Regions from separate parts of the Rattus norvegicus genome. Here region 1 is linked to region 2. The links are chromatin contacts, called in public Hi-C maps. All regions are on one chromosome and are shown on one strand. The core of a region is the stretch at or near the end of the contact, and the rest is flanking DNA. Distances in the headings are between cores, read along the strand shown.

Region 1 (5,818 bases), core at 3,108-5,607, 140 kb after region 2:
TACTTTAACTTGCATGGTTTAGCTTGAGTAAGATGGTACGACTGTCCAAAGCACTCCCCTCCTCCTGTGGCGTGCCTGAAGCTATGTGAAATATCACATTTCTTGGAGCTAGGGAGCAAGTTCAGTGGGTATGATTGCTTGGTGTGCAAGCATGAATGCTCCCATTTAGATCCCCAACATCCACTGAAAAAGCCAGGCATGGTCTCCTCCTCTACTCCAGATCTGTCTGGGGACAGAGATAAGAGGATTTATGGGCCACTAAGGTTGGTTAAGTGACAAAGCATTAAGCTCCAGTTTCAATGACATAACCTGTCTCAAAGGAATAAGGTAGCTAGTAATAGAGGACAGTCTATGACATGCATGGATGCACGTTTGCACACACACACACACATACACATAATACATACATACATACATACATACACACACACACACACACACACACACACACACCAATTGTTTGGGTTTGGTCTTGACACTTGAAGGGATGGTGACTCTTCAAAATGTACTATTAGAATAAAAATAACTTATACTGCCTTTGTCACTGTGATAAAACATTTATCCAAAGCAATTTAAGGAGGGAAGAGTTTATTTCCTCTTCCCGCTACTTGTGACAACTCCCAGACCACCATCCATCACTGAGCAAAGTCAGGGCAAGAACCTGGAACAGAAGTGAGGAAAACACACTGCTCACCTCAGATTTCTTTGTTACACAACACAGAGCCACTTGCCTAGGGGCGGCACTGTTCACCTTCCTGCGTCAGTCAGCAATGTTCTGATGGAAGCAGTCCTCATCTGAGAGACCCTCTCGTGAGGTTACTGTGTTTGTCGAGTTGACAAAAACTAGCCAGTGCAAAGTCTCCTCAGAATATCAACAAGGTTTGCTCCATCAATAGATATTCCTCCAAAGGTTCCCAAGAAAGAACTTCAGCGTAGAGCATGTATACTCACACCCTCTTAGATGATACAGTACACGTTAGCATATTAAAGACGACGAGAAATCACAGATGAGGATGCTCTATGCATTTTTTTGCTTTATTATTATTGTGTGTGTATGTGTAGTGTGTGGCATAGTTAACACACGTGGAGATCAGCAGACACCCTTTAAGAGTTGTCTTTCACTTTCTGATGGAGGTCCCTGTGATTGAATTCAGGCCGTCTGCCTTTCCTGGTAAATGCCTTTAAAGTAATTTTATAATCACTCACCTCGCCAAGTTGAAAAGTAGTAATGATTCAATGAAGCTGCTGACTCAAGTTCATACCAAAAGCTGTTGATTTTACCTAGAACTTGTGCTCTACACCCTTACTACCCCCCTCCTCCTTCTTTCTCCCTTCTCTTTTTCCTTCCTTTCCTTTCTGCATGGAAATTTTAATTTCAAATTGCTCTTCCCTTCCTTTCAATTTTGGAATACTTGTAGGAAAGCACAGCCTGAGGCTTCTTCATGGCAGTGACACCCGACAGGAAAATAATGCAAAGTGGTGGGGGGGAGGGGAGAGGAAAGAGGGGTGGGGGTCAGAGTGGGGTGGGGGGATATAAGTTTAGTGACACCTGCCAAACAGAATGAAGGAACAGAAAGCCTACAGGAAAGAGAGGAAAGAGAGGAAGGAGAGGAGGGAAAGGAGAGGAAGGAGAGGAAGGAGGAAAAGGAGGAAAAGGAGGGAAGGAGGGAGACTACCTAGATTCAGAGCACTAAAAACACTTCCAGAAAAGAGTGCTGCAGGATGCTCTCTCTCTCTCTCTCTCTCTCTCTCTCTCTCTCTCTCTCTCTCTCTCCATCTCTTGTGCGTTCATGTGTGTGTGTGTGTGTGTGTGTGTGTGGTATGTGGTGTGTGTGTGTGTGTGTGGTGTGTGTGTGGTGTGTGTGTGTGTGTGTGGTATGTGGTGTGTGTGTGTGGTGTGTGTGTGTGTGTGGTGTGTGTGTTTTGTGTGTGTGTGTGTGTGTGTTCTTAATTAGATGGATCCTAAGGGAGGAGGAGAAGTGGAAAGAGGAGGTGAGTACTCAGTGGATTTTGCAGACATTCTGACCCATAGAGGTGGAGTCCAGAAACCTCTTCCTGAACAGGAAACTCTTGGGGCTGCCCTTGAACAAACTTACCTTCTAGAAGAGCAGTTCTGAACCTATGGGGTTCAACCACCACAGAGCTCACTTATCAGATATTCTGCATAGAAGATATTCACATTATAGTTCACAACAGAGGAAAAGTTACAGTCGTGATGTAGCAATGAGATAATGTTATAGTTGAGCATTACCTCAGCATAAACTGTATTAAAGGGTCCAGCACGAGGAAGGGTGAGAACCACTGTTCCAGAACTTTCACACAACACTAAAGTGCTATCCACTTTTCCAAAACAACAGTGACTTTGAACAGTGTAAATGAACCAGAGCAGAAAAGAAGCATAAGAATTTTTTTTCAATGAAAATTGGTCAGGAAATAATCCATGTCAAAAAGAGGAAGTAATAACAAGGTCTAACAGAGCATGAGGTTTTTCCCTTTTATTGAAAATAGGCCCTTTTTTTTCTGATAGATTCATATCCTGACTATGGCTCCTTCCCTCTTCTCATTCCAGCTCCTTCTCCCCTCCCCACCCATCTAGACATTCCCTTTCTGTCTTGTTTGAAAGCAAACTGGCTTCTAAGGCATAATAAGAAAATAAAATAAGCTAAGATAAAACAGAAACTAACACACTGCAATTGGACGAAACAAGCAGAAGAAAAAGAGCCCAAGAGAAAGCATAAGAAACAGAGATGAGCTCATTTGCATACTCCGGAATCCCTTAAAAACACTAAACATAAGTAGATATTCAAAGGCCCTGGTGCTGATCCATGCAGGCCCTGTGCGTGCTGCTTCAGGTTCCCTGAGCCCTGAGGGGAGGGATTTGATGGAGACATCCCATTTAGGACTGAGTGTTCCAGTAGCTTTCTCTCTCTGAATAATATCTGGTGGTGGGTGTCTGCATTAGGAGTCACTTTATTAGAATGGGCGTGTTGTTTGTTTGTCTGTCTGTTTTTATAACAGGTATTTGGTTTTATCCCTAGGCCCCTAGGCTATCTACACTCAGGTTCTCCATTAGTGTCAGCTTTAGGTCCCATCTTGTGGAGTGGGGCCACAAGTCAAATCGAACACTGGCTGGTTGCTCCCACCCACTTTGTGTCATTCTACGTACTAGCATATCTTTCAGGTAGGACACCATTGGGTTTGGGGTGGAGGTGATGTTTACCTTTGTCCTTTGGTAGCATGCGTGCCGAGTATCTTCCAGTACCAAAGATGTTAGCATGCAGGGATGAAGGCTCTACGGAGGCACTTTCTTCTTGCTCTCAACTTCTCCGTATTCGATGAGTTGTGTGGGTGTCAGTTTGTGGAGAGCGGTCTATAGTCTCGGCAACTGGCTGCATTGTTTGAGAATTCTCAGGCAGCTCTTCTGGTCAACAGCTCAATTCGATGTCAAGGAAGTAGAAACTTGCTTTGGTGATGAGAGATGTCCACATGTAGCTCTGTTGCCTCCATTATTTGGCTATTTCTTGTTTTAAATACTGATTTTATATATATAAATACACTGTAACTGTCTTCAGACACACCAGAAGAGGGCATCAGATCCCATTACAGATGGTCGTAAGCCACCATGTGGCTGCTGGGAATTGAACTCAGACATCTGGAAGAGCAGTCAGTGCTCTTAATTACTAGAGCCATTGCTCCAGTCACTTGGTGATTTCTTACAGATAACCTTCATATATTCATATACTCTATCTGCCAGGTTTCCATACTATCCCTCAAATGCCTTTTAATTTTAGCTGTCTCTCCCTATATTCCCATTCATCCTCCTCCTTTCCCATCCCCCATCATAACTACTTATTTTATTCCTCTTCCCTAATAAGATCTATTTTGCCCCCCCCCCCATTCCCCAACAGTCCTGTCACTGACACAATACTGAAGGCTGAGAGAAGGCAAAATGGTCTTTGTCTCCAGCAATTAACCAAAGTCCAATTCAATCAGGAGTTCAGAATTCTTTCTAGGGAGAGCAACAGCAGGAGGAAAAAAATCTTACTTGACCTGAGGGCGTGACTGTGGAAGCGCCCAGGATGGGGAATGCCCATTTATGCAATCAAGCCCTGCTTGGGGCCTCCCTCTGCTCAGGCCCCATCAGTGAGGTGATGAATCAGTGGATTTCCCCGGAGTCTAGCAGAACTTCCTCGCAACCCCTGGGGCTTTACAAAGGTTGTATCTGGTCCCTCAAAAAAAGTGACATACAGGTATTCAAAGCGATTTCTGGGGAGCCCAGAGTGGGCGTGAAGCGGTTTGTGAGTGCCAGAGGGCGGGCCCAGGCAAAGTACACACCCAGAGGCAGTCTAGAACTGGTGGGTGGGGCTCACAGACTGCCCTAGGCGGGGAACTGCTTTCTCTTTCTGCAGATATGCTGTGGATCATGGCTGTCCTGCCTCTGGTAAGCGTTGGAACGCCTGGGATGTGGGACGCTACACACTGGGGACCACTACGTGAGAATCCAGATGTGGCTGGCGTTGGATGACAGCCACTCCACAGATCCAGATGCTTAGAAATGCGGGGTAGCTGCCTTCTCTCTCTCTCCCCAGGCTAAGTGCTCAGGGCTGATCCCCAGGCTCGGATTTCCCAGCGATCTCCCAGCACCAGCGCTGTTCTGGGAAGATTGGAGGTGGGGAACGGATTGGTGCTGACCAGCTCTTAGATGGCTTTGGCATGGCTGGAGAGGGACACTGGCCTAGAGACTTGCCCAGGCAAAGATTCACTTTGGGGCAGGAGAGGAGTTTTCTGTGTGGAGTGAGGCTGTGTGGTATTTGACACTTCTGACAGTTTGCTCAACTGGGGAAGTGAGTGACTCCAGGGTGGTGTTTACAACCCAAGAGAAAGATTTTTCAAAGTATCTTTGCCTCGAAAGATTTGTTTACACTCCTGTAAACAAAACAAAACAAAACAACAAAAAAAAGAATAATCTCCTTCCCTTCCGGGAATTCAGCTGAGAAATTGTGGGAGGCCGGACTGGTGGATATTTCTATATTGGCTTGTCTTGTTTCTTCTTTCACCCTCTTTCTCCTGGTATTCTCACAACAGGTTTGTCCCAGTAATCCTAGGGCTCTGAGTCCCAGCTCCCCATGCCTATTGCAGGCACAGAAATAAGAACCCTCTAGCACTTGGCCTCTGCACAAATGCCAGTTAATAATGGCCAACCAAAGGGATTCAATCCAGTTCTGAGTTTATTATGTCCCTAAAAACTCCCCGGGGCACAGAGATCTCAAATCAGTTTTTCACAGCAGTGGAGAAGGGAGGAAGACAGTCTCTCCTCCCTTTGAAAGCTTAAATGAGGTTCGAAGAGCTTAAGCATTCAACAGAGATCTAACAGCTAGCAAATGACAGAGCTGCATTTGAATTCAGATCTAAGTCCAAGGCTTGTGTACACACACACACACACACACACACACACACACACAAACTCACACACATACACATACACACACACACACACACACACATGACCATGGTATGGCTAAGAGGAAAGTTTTTATTGTGGATATGAAAGAGAAAATGACCAGAGGCATCTGGAAGAGCCCAGAACATAGAAAGAAGTAAACTGAACATGGCCACCAGACTCCACATGGCCAGGGCTAACTGACAGAAGGGAAAAATAACAGTGGATAGAAAATAGAGAAACCCTAGTGAGAGAAGCAGGGGCAGAGCGGGAGAGATCACAGTGAGAAGAGCAGGATTTTAAGTTGAATGAGTTGCTGGGGGGGAAGCCCATGAGCTGGAGGGAGTGTGGGTAGGGGAGACAGTGAGCAGGGCTAGA
Region 2 (5,713 bases), core at 2,466-4,965:
TATGGCCTGATCTCACCTTTAGTCTCGCCTAGGCTTCCTTTGACCGGAACACAGAGTTTCTGTTTTAGAAAAGTAAAGTGCTGAAAGCTGAGGGCAGCTCGGTGTTAGTGCTAATGCAGAAAGCATGCAAGGCACTGGGTTCATTTCCTACCATAGGTATATAAAACACACACATGCACATACACACATGCACACACGCACACGCACACACACACACACACACACACGCATGCATATATGCACACAAGCCCGCAGGCACGCACATATGTACATGAATGTACATGGATGCGCAGAAATAAAGAAGTAAATAAACAAATAGTAGTGTCCTCACTTTGATGGTCTGAATGAGAATGGCCCCCATAGATTCATACATTTGCCCGCTTAGTCACCAGTTGGTGAACTGTTTGAAAGGATTAGGATGTGTAGCCCTTCTGAGGAGGTGTTATGGGAATCTGACAAGCAGCCCTAACTCAATGGCCCTGTGCTTATCCGCTGCTCCATCTCGGTCTATTAGTGACACTGCCTTCAGAGTACCAAGCCATATATAACAGTTTACTCATGACAGAGATCACCTGTGACTGCTAAAAGACCTTAATATGGCTTCCCTTAAAGGCCGTTGACCTTGGCACGGGAGTGCCTATGAGATGCCAGTGGCTTCAGGTGAAATAAAAACATATGGTGTATCCCTCCCTTTCCAGGTCTTGGGAGGCAGAGGCAGGCAGATCTCTGAGTTCCAGGCTAACCTGGTCTGCAGAGTGAGTTCCAAAACTACTGAGGATAAGCAGAGAAACCCCATCTTGAAAAACCAAGAGGGTGAGGAGGAGGAAGAGAAGGAGGAAGGGAAGAAGGTGGAGGAGGAGAAAAAGAATAAAATGAGACAGTCGTGTTCCTGCCATGAGGTATTTAGCTGTTTGCTTTCAGCTTGTGTAAACTTGCTATTTAACCACTTGCTTATTGCTGTGAGACGGGAATATAGTCTTCAATTACCTTATAAGCTCTATAAATCCCTCAGCTAGCCTCTTTTGGCACAGCATGCTTTTTGATTCTAAGGGTGCTGCCCTGCTAGCAATAAGAATAAATTCCTTTGCTCTAAGTTTGAACTGAATCTGTCTTTGGTCTTTCCCAGTGGATTTGAACACAACAGTGTGGCCTTGTTGGAAGAGGTATGTCACTGGCAGTGGGCTTTGCAAGACTTTCTCTCTTGCTTCTTGCCTACATGACATGATGTGGCTAGCTCTCAGCTACTGTTCCAGAGCCATGCACACTGCCATGCTCCTGCCATGATGATAATGGCCTGACCCTTTGAAACTGTAAGCAAACCACCAATGTAATGCTTTCTTTAATAAGAGTTATCAGGGGCAAGGTACAAACGGTGACTAAGAACTTAATCTCCTGTATGCTTCAGAGAAATATCTACAATAGCCATTGTTTTGCTTCAAATGAGTCAGTTTATTAAGCATATATTGAACGAAAGAACAAATACTCAAGTAGCAGATAGAAGCGTCATGTAGATAGCAAAAGATCAAGTCCGGAACTCACATCTGGGATGGCTGAAGTGAACTGATTGAAAAAATAAACCTAGGTCACCTCATCAAATCGAAGGCTGGTAAACATCCAGCAGAAAGCAACTGGGGAAAATGAGGTAGGCAGCTTGGGGGTGGGGTTTGGGGTGGAGGGTGTCCCAACTGAGCTCTCCCCATAGGTGAGCCTCCACGGCTGAACTTCGGGTTTTACCTTGTCTCCCACCAACACCACGAGATAAACAACAGTAGCCTCTGCTCTTCACAATGTTTCATCTTTGTGCTTTTTTTTTTTTTTTTTTTTTTTTTTTTTTGGAGTTCTTCTTTCTCTCATTGACAGAGCCTACTGAGGCCAAACTGTCCCTGGAAAGTGGTCTTGGAGGACACTTAGAGACAAACAGGCTTCTGTCTGAAATATGGCAGGGGCAACTCCACGTCCAGGGTCAGCTCTTCAATGAGCTCAAATAGCACAGGATAATTTACCAGGATAATGTAGTGGCATTCAGTGAAGTGGAACCCAATAAATTCCCTGCTATTTCATACTGTTTCCAGTAGGGGGCAGCTCAGCATCAGAAAAGCACACGGGAAGCAGAAGAGCCATCTACCATCATGGAAGGGTAGTTACAGTTTTAAGCAATTTGTTATATATTTTATAAATAAGTAGAAAATGGGGATTCCGATGTTGCCAGCATAAATGATAAGTATTTAATAGAAACCTGATTTGGTCACTATATATTGTACAGGAGTTACATTATTCCACAGTACTTCTTAAGTGTGCAGTTTGCTATGTTAGATAAATGTTAAAACGAGACGTGCTGATAAAGTAGAGAGGAACAAGAAGACAGCTGAATCCGTTTGCAGAAAGAAAAGCTATTCTGTATTATTGAAGATCCTGTGGCCTCAAGGCACTTCACCTTAGAGTCATCCCACCTGGAAAGGGACCTCTAAAACTCTAAATCCCCCTGTATGCACCAACTCTCTGTCACCCTCAGAAATCACACCCCAGTTCATTACTCTCTACCTGAGACTGAATCGTGTCTCTCTGTGTCACCCATCCAGCCTCCAGCTCATCCTCCCCACACTGAAGATGCACGAGGAACAATGGAGCCCTCGGGTATACTGACGTGCAATCTCAGACCTCTTCCTTTTCAAAGGGTGAGCAAATACATTATGAATTCCTGATCTGCGATTGTGACAGCATCTACAAACAGACCCTCAATGTTCTTGGAGGTCCCCTCTCCAACTAGCCTGAACTTAAAACACCGATTATTGTTGTCTATGCTTTCTTGTTGTATAACAGCATTTAGCACAGCTTGGGACACAATAGGCATTCAACGTGTTCTTCATGAGCAAATGAGTTAATGAATGAATTCCAAAATGAATAAACACTTATTGGGTATCTCAGCTATTCCTAGGATCCTCGAAAAGGCTCTATAAGGTAAGTAATGTTTTATCCTCACTCAGCACGGGTGAAAGGAGGGGAGATTGTCTCCTCATCCAAAGTCACATAGCTCATAGGTGAAGGAGACATGAGCTAAGCTATGAAGCACAGCTGACATACATTCTCTCTCTCTCTCTCTCTCTCTCTCTCTCTCTCTCTCTCTCTCTCTCTCTCTCCCTCCCTCCCTCCCATTACTTCAGTCTTAAGTATTTCTCTAGCTGCAAGACTTTCCACCAACAGTAAGCTATAGTTTACACACTCAGGATTCTGATTAGCCTCCTCCCACGGCCAATGTGATAGTTCTTGGTTATATATTCAAATGTTTTCCCAAAACTAGAATTAGAAATATCTACAGTACCAAAACAAAAATGCTGAACACAGGTGCAGCTGCCTATAATCCCAGGACTCGGGACTCAGAAACAGGAGAAACAAGAGTTTGAAGCTTGACTAGATTGTGTAACAAATAAATGTAATCAATCTGAGGTCAGCCTGACTACACAAAGTCAACACCCATCCCCAGAAAAAACAAACAAACAAAACAAAACAAAACAAAAAAAAAAAAAAAAAAAAAAAAAACCAAGAACCAGTTTTAGAAACCAGAGATAACCTAACAGCAAAATAGGAAAGTTTTTAAGAAAAAAAGAAGATTTAAATGTCGTAACCGCCATGAAGTTAACAGTTTTCGTAGGACAGGGCAAGAGGATGCACACGCACACAGAGGCCTCAGTGTTAGTGTACAGGCAATTGCACTGGCCTACTCTCACTGAGCAGCTCCTAGGCTGCCCAACTTCCTATCTGTCCCTCTCTCTTTCCCCTCCCCTCCCCTCCCCTACACCTCCCTCCCTCTCCCTCCCTCCCTCCTCTCCACTTCCCTCCCCCTCCTTTCCCCATTCTCTCTGCCCTCAGGGCTCTGCTTCCCTTCTTGCCTTTCTGCCTCTACCATTCCCCAAGTCCTCACTCCTCCCCCCTCCCCCAATAAACCTCTTTTTACACTGGGTCTGTCACATGGTGTAATTTCCCAGGGGTACACCATGGCTTAGGCCCACTAAGGATTACCCCCTCGCTGCGTCCTATTTCATAACACTCCGTATACTGTCTTTGAACAACTCTCAGGGAGAGGAAGCTAGAGTAAGCTTAGCAGGGAAAACAGCCAGGGAGTGCATAACATACAGGGTCCGGCCAGGATTCTGCGCCTTTCGGTGGGAAATGGTGCTTTCTCGTGATTAGGAGTACAAGCTTCACGTGCGAACTTCCTGTGTTCCAGTCTTCACTCTCCTACCTTGCCGAGGTGTTATTTGGACAATTTATCTAAACGCTCTAAACGCTTCTGCTGAGTTTCCTCCTCCGTCCACTAACTGTTCCTTCTCATAATGCTGCAGAAAGAATTAAACCTGGCCGTGTGGACGAAGCAGTTTGTTTGGGACTGCGTCACCCCAAACCTTCAATTAGTGCTAGCCACTTTTCTAATTACTGAAGCATACGGATCCAATTACCATGCACAGGAATGGCTATGAGTCAGGGGACGGTTGCTGAACAAGAGTGCAGAAATAGCAGGACAGGGCAAAAATGAGTTAGTCTGATGACCTAGAAGGGGTCTATGGAGAAGAGACAGGTAAATTCAGTAGAAAGAACTGTAGATTGGCTGAAATAGTTTTTAGCCATAAAAAACAAAAACACCTTTGGTCACTACACTTCGTTTTAATAGATGTTTGTCATAAAGTACATGGGTTTGTAGTCATGGGTTGGTAGAGACATAACATTGATGTTTACCTAGATGAAGGGGTTAATGACTAGGGGGGAGGGTGGAGGACAGGGTAGAAGAGACTTCGAAACATGGGTGGAGGGATTGGTGCATCCCTAATGACTAGTGTCTGGGCTGAATGAAAACACCAAATGGCTTTAATCACCAAGTGTGGAGGCCGTCATGACGGACAGCTGGCTGAGGCGGTGCCGGAGTCTCTTCAGCAAATCTATGGTTGGAGAAGGGGTGGGTGAAGGGGCCCAGAGCAGAAGTTGGGAAACCTGTCTGTCACCTGGGGAAGTGGTGGTTTACCATGGCTCACGCGTAAATTAGCAGGATGGAGAAGAGTGGACTTGAAAGAGAGGCCAGCAAAGCGGACCAGAGAAAAGTGGTCTAATAGGAAGAGGGCCTGAGCAAGGTGCACAAGGCCAGGAAACCGTGAAGACGACTTTAAACTGTGGAAAAATCTGCTCCGTGTGTTTCTTTGAGGCTTAGTAAAATTAACACTGCTGTAAGTACTAAGAGACTAGGAGTTAGACAGATTCCCTGGTGGGCGGGCCGATAGGTACCCGCCCCACCCCATTAGCTAAGTAATAAAATGAGCAAACTTCCAAGATGGCTGACTTCTTCCTCTCCCTCCTGATCTGAGAAAACCCGAGGGCTTCTTGCAAAGCCTTGTAGGCTTTTGTCTACCCCCTGCTGTAGCCCGGCTCAACAAATTCAAGGCTGGGATCAGGACTTGTTATGCAACAGTTGTGGGCCAATTAACTATCTTTAAACTGACCGATCCTTTCTTAGGAGAGGAAAACTCTTCAGAAACTTAAAAAACAAAACAGACATTGAGAAAAGACTGGACTTTTGGCTTCCCTATCCGGGTCTCCTTTGTCTAGGGTCTTTTTCTCTGTGTCTGCTGCATGTGACTGTATCCTCACCCTGCCCTAAAAACCTTTCTTCAACTTCTGACTCTGGCTGCGGCTGTTTGTGATAGCCGAAATTTCTCAGGGGCTACCT

What was found. Hi-C and Micro-C count contacts between places; a contact is called where the count stands out from the background.
Region 1: a Hi-C map of liver shows a contact between it and region 2, with 4 times the contacts expected there. The contact joins the promoter of Fas here to the enhancer-like site in region 2. A contact is called at or near these places in 4 of 12 Hi-C or Micro-C datasets (kidney, liver, mammary epithelial cells and 1 more).

Annotation. Positions count from the first base shown.
Region 1 is chr1:241,207,798-241,213,615 of GRCr8, forward strand. It overlaps Fas (Fas cell surface death receptor), which reads left to right and starts at 4,358. Exons shown (of 9, transcript NM_139194.3): 1 at 4,358-4,441. The coding sequence starts at 4,412.
Region 2 is chr1:241,073,141-241,078,853 of GRCr8, forward strand. The region is part of intron 1 of Ankrd22 (ankyrin repeat domain 22); the gene reads right to left. Among named protein-coding and RNA genes, the nearest start is that of Ankrd22, 7.6 kb to the right of the region's middle. Within about 2 kb of position 3,716, at least 1 of the 93 cell types and tissues checked has an H3K27ac peak or open chromatin away from gene starts, as enhancers often do. A contact at or near this core is called in liver, where this site is marked.